Regions from separate parts of the Gossypium hirsutum genome. Here region 2 is linked to region 1. Evidence: chromatin contacts called from public Hi-C data. All regions are on one chromosome and are shown on one strand. The core of a region is the stretch at or near the end of the contact, and the rest is flanking DNA. Distances in the headings are between cores, read along the strand shown. Region 1 holds the start of LOC107942064 (BTB/POZ and TAZ domain-containing protein 4). Region 2 holds the start of LOC107888696 (formin-like protein 6).

What was found. Hi-C and Micro-C count contacts between places; a contact is called where the count stands out from the background.
Region 2: a Hi-C map of leaf shows a contact between it and region 1, with 3 times the contacts expected there. The contact joins the promoter of LOC107888696 here to the promoter of LOC107942064 in region 1. A contact is called at or near these places in 10 of 34 Hi-C or Micro-C datasets (callus, hypocotyl and leaf).

Annotation. Positions count from the first base shown.
Region 1 is chrA11:62,538,178-62,542,429 of Gossypium_hirsutum_v2.1, reverse strand. It overlaps LOC107942064 (BTB/POZ and TAZ domain-containing protein 4), which reads right to left and starts at 1,552. Exons shown (of 6, transcript XM_016875706.2): 1 at 1,172-1,552; 2 at 708-1,035; 3 at 145-281. The coding sequence starts at 974. It overlaps LOC121209910 (a long non-coding RNA gene), which reads left to right and starts at 2,408. Exons shown (of 4, transcript XR_005905093.1): 1 at 2,408-2,939; 2 at 3,065-3,155; 3 at 3,240-3,308.
Region 2 is chrA11:63,011,258-63,015,253 of Gossypium_hirsutum_v2.1, reverse strand. LOC107888696 (formin-like protein 6) reads left to right here and starts at 2,022. Exons shown (of 4, transcript XM_016812870.2): 1 at 2,022-3,800; 2 at 3,896-3,996. The coding sequence starts at 2,269.

The sequences.
Region 1 (4,252 bases), core at 303-2,802:
GGCATGAATGCATGATGTAACCACATGATCTCAGTGACACTGACAACAAGTTCAAAGTGTGAAGGTAACTAGTAATTGCCAAGGACTTACTGGTTCACAAAACTGAATTCGACCAAAAGTCTTCCAAGGCAAAAGAGAAGTTACCTGGAAGAGTACAAGAATCGAATGAAAGCCCGAACTGCATCTTGTGGAACACCATGGATGTGGATTGAAATTGGTCTTCTGTGACCAAATCCTTTTGCTTGTTTCAACATGCCTCTTAGTACAGGAGAAGCCATGCCCTGTTAGCAAAAAAGATCCAGTGAAGGGATTTGAGTCAATAAATTTGTTCAAGACACCATGTCCAAATTGCTAAATAGTTGCTATTAGCTTTATTTTCTTGTACATTAAAACACTAAACAACTCGATCCTACAAGGATTAAGGGGGCAAATGTGGCTTTCCTTTTGCTGGTTATGCTAAAAAAATATAACAACTTGCTCATGAGCTAAATGAATCAATGTCGCATTCCACCAAATGGGATTTCATTTCCAATATCTATGGTCTAAAACTGATATATAAAATTAAGTTGTATAACCAAACCATAAAAAAATGCCTGGTTAAATCAACAATATACGGAATCGAGATTGTTCAAATAACAAGGGTATTGCTCAAAGCATAACGTCCATTAATTTCATCATTAAAGATAGAAAAGACAAGGAGCGCTTACAACAATATTAGAATGCGCACAGATAATGCCACCATTATCAGTTTTAATGATAACATCAGTTTTATAGCCTCCATCAAAGAGCCTATCCCACAAAGCCCTGGTTGCTGTCGCGGCACAATTGTTTCCTCTTATGGCTGACCCATTCTTCATTAGTGACCCCTTCCGCCTACAATTTTTAGCTGGACCAGGTAATGGAGGTGGCGCTGGAAAAACCTTATTGGCACCTCGACAAGTTTGCTTTGTAATACATTCTTCCATCTTCCCCATTAACTTTCACTTTTGGAAGGCATTCAATGACAATCAAACTCAGGTTCTTTTTTTATTTGATCTGACAAAAGAATGAAATAGCAGAAACTTCGATGAGCAACACAGAATCACAAGTTTCAATTTGCATATTTATAGAAACATGACCAAAATTAAAGATTAATGAAATCTAAAACATGGGTTTTCAAGAAAAAACTCACCTTTTAATCTAAATCAAAAGTGTCTGGGATTTGGAAAATGCAGAATCAATAAGAAGAAATTAACATGTTTCCGTACAAAATCTCCAACGAATCTCGAAGAAAATGAACTCTTTTTAATTATATGAAAAAGAGAAAGCAAGAAAAAGAGAAGAATGGAGATGGCAACGATCTATCAGTTCCTCCGCCACTGCCACCGCCACCAATTCGGGTGCAGAGGCCGGAAAAAAAGTGAACCGGAAAAAACCGCCAAGGAATTTAATATTTAAAAATAAAAATAAAATCAACATTTATGTGCGAGTATAACATGCACGATTCTTCTTGCTCACTTCACGCGCTTGATTTCAATGAAAAAAAATGAATGGTTTTGGACAAATTCCGTTTTACTTTTTACAACGGGTGGTCGGGCGCTTCTATTTTAATGGTTGGTTGCTTTGGTTAGTTACGTGGACGGTGTGGGGCGGGAGTAAAAAATTGTTCTACACAAAGCCGTTTTGCCCTTACTTTTGTGCTTCATTGGGGGATTTGATTCCTCCTTAGGTGAAATTAATTTCGGTAAAATAATAAATTAAATATTATATTAATGAAGTTACAATCAACAATAAAATATAAGAGTGATGTAATTATAATGAGAAGGAAAAAATAACTACTAAGGATATTAAATTAAATTTTATATATTTGATAAAATAAATTAATTTACGTCATTATTATATTTAAATTATATTTATTTATGTATTTACATAAAATTAAAAAAATTATTAACTATTATTTGAAAGAAATGAATTAACAATAAATATTATAATTAAGAATATTAAAATAAAAAATTTATTAAAAACATTATCATTAGCTCAAAAAAGATAACAAGGTATAATGTATTGTTTCGTAGTATCCATAAAAAGCTAAAATAAAAAATATAATTATTATAAAAATAAGGTCATAATAAGAAAAGAAAGTAAGCTCCATGAATAGGCACTAAACATTGACTAAAACTATGTTTCCATCTATTAATTTTCAAATATTACATATTAATTACTAATATAATTAAATTGTTATATTTTAATGTTTAACTTTTAATACCTCTTAATGAAATGATGCAACAGTATTTTAACACAAATGATTAATGACTAATTTGACACTTAAATTATTATTAAAATATCATGTTAATATTTTTAGAATTTTTCTTAACAATAATTTTAAAATGTTCAAAAAAATTAAAAATATCAAAAAATTAAAAATCATAAATTTCTAAAAAGGGAAATTGTTGCTAAAATATTCAATTTTTTCCTATATAGTTGACAACATGACCATTTTTATTTTTTTAGAATATAAGCTGGATTTATAAAACCAAACCCAAGACAATGCCATTGGGCTACCAGAATAATTAGCATAAACACACCAAGACCTGGCCCAACAGATTGCCCCAACAATTAACAAAAAAAAAAAAAACCAGCAAAGCTTTTTGGAGACGCTTCACAAAGCAGAAAAATAAGTTTTAGAATTCTCCATCACCAAATCGACAAAAGCAACAAAAACCAGGGGAAAACTGTTCATTTTCCTTGGGAACGCGGCGGTCAAAACTTTTGTTGCTTCTTTATCCTTCATCGTCCAGTGCGTTTTAGTCCAGAGCTTCCAACAAGCTACGGTCTCGCTCAATCAGTATCACCGCAACCTTGGGATCCCATACCTCAAGAATATCCCCTATTTTTGCCGAAGACCTTCCCTGGCTAACTGGTTCGCCGCTTCGTTGGCCAATCTTTTCACATGCAGAAAGGTACAGCTTTGAAAAACTTTACTCAGCCTCTTCACGTCTTCCATATACCCCGATATTTCGGAGGAATCTGTTTCATCTTTAGTTGCCTTCTTAATGACTGTTAGAGAGTCACCTTCAACCTCCAGGTTTTGTACATTTAGATCTAAGCATAACCTCAACGCCTCCACACAGAGCCTAGCTTCCGCCGCAAAAGGCGAAGAAATCCTCTCATGCAAGGTAATTTAGATGCAATGACATCTCCTCTTGAATCTCTTAATAAAATTCCCGAACATGATATTTCTTCATTCTTTCAAAATGCAGCATCAAAGTTTACTTCTATGTACCCCTATTTCGGGCATCTCCACCGGTCTCCTGTTTCAACTTTCAGAGGTAATGCTGTTCTCAAATTATCTAGCTCTTTGATATAGTAGGGTTAATGTATATTTTATTCTCTGAATTTTACAACTTTTATTTAGTTGAAAATCATTAATCAATATGGTACCTTTTTTAGGTACCTAATTGACATTATTAATTACCAATAAAATAGAGACGTGCGTCTTCAAAATTTTAAAATACATATTAATATAAATTTTAGGGTTTCAAAAAATAATATAAAAGAATTATTATTATTTCACATGCATAAAGAATCTACAAGGATGTTCACATTTAGATGAATCTAGACTTATATTTATCTAAGTTCATTTGTGTATTTTTTTAGTAATTTACTTTTTATAATTTCAAAAAATATTAATATTAAAAACTTAGTACTTTTTTTTTATTTTACATGTATAATGAACTAAGATAAATGGTTGTTGAGATTTAAATGAATCTAGATATCTATTTATCTAAGTTCAACCTGGATGTGCAATTTTTAATAATTTCATATTTTATTTTTTTTAAACTAATAATATAAAAACATGTTATTTTTAGAAAAACTTGTGTTTGAATGAATATTTTTAAAATTTTGGGGATTTTTAAAATACTAGCATTTTAAAATTCATTAATTTAAAATGCTAGCAATTGTAATTTGCTTGATTGAAATAATTGTATTAGGAAAAAATAGATTATTGGAATTTTTAAATTAAAAAATAATTATAAAATAGGAATAGTTATATTAAAAATAAATAATATAAAATTTTAATATAGGTATCATTAGATTTTTAAAAAGTAATAAATATTTTTAATAAAATAAAATATTAAATATATATATTTATATTAGAATTAAATAAAAAAACTTAGAGTTCATTTTTTTTATGTTAGTGGGACCATGTTGTATTAAATGAAAATAATTATGATGATTTTTGAAAAACCACCTCTTCAAGTGGAATTTGAAT
Region 2 (3,996 bases), core at 773-3,272, 470 kb before region 1:
TCAGCAGAGCAAAAAAGAAGAAAAGGAATAATAAAAAGAAAAGGGGAATGGAGGCGGGAGCATGTCCCCCACATATGGCCCTCAACCAACTATACCAAGTGAGTCCGACTCCATCATACTTTTTTAGTACATTATATTTTGGGCTTCCGAAATTACATATTTCTCTAATTCTTCTCGTACATTTTACGTTTATTCGTTAACAAACTTGCCATTATTATTCTTCTTATAAGTATTATTATTAACTGTTATGACCATCATGTATAATCGAATTTGTCACCATCCTTACTCATCCAATCAGAGACAACCCACCAAGCCAATCACTAAAGCAACCTCCCAAAGACAACAAAAAAAAAATTGCATCATCATTAAGGTTAGATTTATAATATTTTGAAATAAAATTTATTTTTTATACAATTCTTTTTAAGTTTTGAACGAAAATTGAAGATGACTAAATTAGTAAATTTAGAGAAATTGTTGAAATTATTTAGTTTTCAATTTTTGAAGAATATGATCTAAACAACTTTCCTTCTTTTTAGTCTAATAAAGAAATTAATCTTTCAACTTTTAAATTGGAGAATAAATATATTTTAACGTATTTAAACTCACATTATCTTACATTAATTATAATACTGATACCAACCAACCATACTATTTAATATCATATTGTAATCGAGGAGGTATATTTTTAGTTAAATTTATGATCCAATTTTATACATGTGGTTTTGTTTGGATTGGATGTTTTGTTCAAACAAATTAATTATATATAAAATTTACTGTTTTAATTTTTATAAATTGAATTTATATGGTAAACAGATAAGTTATGCTAGACTTTTTTGGAAAATTTGTTTTTCAAAGACAACCGGATGTAACTTGTGGGAACATTTAATTTCACCTTTTTAAAGTAATTTATATCTATATATAATTAAATTTAAGACCATTAATTAAAAAAATTAAATTTCTTCCATTACTTATTTGTACATTAGCTTTCTATACAGAACTTTCCTACTAAAATTATTTTTTTTCCTCTGGTTAAAATTTCTATTCACTTCAGGCTTACTATCCACAAAACAGTCAAAGTTAATAATAATAATAATAATAATAAACCTACAAAAGAATTACTCCTTTCGGAATATCTGATATTCTTACCATTTGTAAATTTCAGATTAGGAGAATAAATTTCATTAATAATCTTATATTTTACTCACACCGTAGACTGACGTTGACGTAGTTATGACTTTAAAATTGGATTAATGATGAAATTGAACAACTAATTGATTTTTAATTGGATTGTTTAAAATAGGATAGATATTATTTCAAATAAAATAGTTGTTGACAGCTATCTTGTATATTCTTTTTAAATAAATATTTCTCCTGACACACCCACTTTTTTTTTTAAAGACACCACTCACTTTTCAGTTTTCAAATCATAAATTTATATTATTAATTTCTATTGTGATTTCGTTTAGAACCTAAAACTTTTGTTTTTCACACTTGCTGAGTTCTTCTTCCACTCTTCCTATTATGTTTGGATTGAGTGGATGGGCAAGAACCACTGATCTGAAGCAGATAAGGGCGAACAGGGGGGAAGGTGAGCAGAGGGCTGAGTGTTGATGATGGGGGGACTTTTTTTTTTTTTAATTTTTTTTACTTTTTGTATTGTTCCTGATTAAAAGATATTGAGATGGGTAGAAAACTGAGACATTTAGGTGGGCATTTGTCCGGTTCGGCTCATGTTAACAATTTTTTCAGTCGACAGTTCAGAGTCCAACCGTTATTTTTATCGATTCACAGTAAAGAGGGCAAAAAGAGATAATAGATTAATGAAATATGTGGCATATATATCTGGGTCACGACAAAAGAAGAAACAATTCCATAAAATAATCGGACAGAAAAGGACATTAACGTGGTCCTTTAATTCCCACCATTTATAGGGGCATAATCGTCCATTTACCTGGAAAACAGCCCCCGAATACCATAGTTGATTTGCTATTCCTCTAAAATAGCAGGTGTCATTCCAGTACAGTCCGAATAATTAATTAAAAATAAAAAATAAAAGATGCGACTATTGCCGATCTCATGTAGCATCCAAATCTAGAGGCAGAAAGAAGCTTCCCCCGCAGTCTAAAACAGCAGTACTCATATTTTTAGTATAATTTTCGTCCTTTTAGTTTGCTGTGTTATGCATTTTTGGCTAAAGGGTCCAACAGTTAGAGAAACAAAGTCCTTTCCCCCCTTCAGAGATGAATCTTCGACCCTGAAATTTTCACAATGAGATTGAGATCTCATCCACATTTCACTTTTTTTTTCTTCTTGCTTTCATTGTTCTTGTCGTCTTCTTCTTCTGTAATTCAAGATTTTATCATTTTTCATAGAAGAATTCTACACCAACCGTTGTTTTCGGTTGGTTCATCTCCGCCTCCAGGCGCTGACACTTTTTTACCTTCACCGTCTCCGCCGGCTCCAGATAGTCCTGTTTATCCAGACCCAAGTCAGCCATTCTTCCCTGAAGTTCCTTCAGGACCAGGGCAGACCGCAGATCAGAATCAACTGCCTACCCCACCATCTGCGCCTACTAATGGCTCGATGTCAATCCCAACCGCAACCCAGCCTGCCAAACCAGCTAAAAAGGTTGCAATTGCCGTCTCTGTTGGGATTGTCACTTTGGGAATGCTATCGGGGCTTGCTTTCTTTTTGTACCGTCACCGGGTCGCTAAACACCCTGGGGAAACGCGAAAGAGGCTTGTTGGAGGGAACTCCGATAGGTCGCAAGAAGACTCTAGGGTTCCACCCTCCAGCTTTCTTTACATTGGAACCGTGGAGCCCAGCAGGAGATCGGTGGGTGAAGTGAATGGTGGAGCTAATGGTTCGCCTTATGGTAAGTTGAATTCAGTGAGGAGGTCGGATCGATATAGGCCGAGCCCGGAATTGCAGCCATTGCCTCCATTGGCTAAACCTCTTGGGCTTGAGAATTCACCGACGGCAATGCCATCTCCATCTTCGTCTTCTTCAGATGAAGAGTCTCGGGGGACGGCTTTTTATACCCCTCAGGGCTCAACGATCAGCAATGAAGAAAGCTATTACACTCCGGTTTCGCGTCGGGTTAATGGCAATTTGGTGACTCAGTCGAGGAATGAAATGAATGGGAAAACAAATTCTGTTCCTTGTTCTAAAAGAACTTCTCCCAAAACAAGGATTTTAGCTTCTTCGCCGGAAATGAAGCATGTTATTATACCTTCAATAAAGCAGCAACAGCAGCAGCCACCTTCTCCACATCCTCCGTCGCCAACATCGCTACCCCTTCAACAACCACAAGGTCTAGGACCGGAGCCGCATGAGACTCAGGAATTTACTCACGCAAAAAGGCCGAAATTCTCCTCTCCTCCACCACCTCCAAATATGGCGCTACTTCGATCAATTAGCAACAATTCATCCCCACAAAGGACAAAAGTTCCTGTTCCACCTCCGCCACCGCCACCACCCCCTATGCCGCCACCAGCAGCCGTAAAACTGTCAGTACCCAGGTCAGTAAGGAATTTGAAGACCAATGTGACTCCAAAACCTGCCCAACTGTTGAAAAAGCATGAATCTCGGACCTCAAGTCCCAAAAACAGTGCAGTGAGTGGGGCTAGAAAGTCCATGGAAGAGGTGGTTAGTTACAAAGGTGTCAGTTCTTCAGAGAAGACAGACGGGGATGACATGGATAGTGCAAAACCCAAGTTGAAGCCTTTGCACTGGGACAAAGTACGAGCAACCTCGGAGAGAGCTACAGTGTGGGACCAGATAAAATCAAGCTCATTTCAGTAAGTTATAAAACTTGTACATTTTATGGGTGTAGATTACGTTTCAAGTACAATATGGGAAAATTTTCATTTATTTTTTGTTTGCTTGTTTACAGATTGAATGAGGACATGATGGAGACTCTATTTGGCTGCAATTCAACTACAGCAGCACCACCAAAAGAACCTATTAGAAGATCAGTTCTGCCTCCTGTTAAAC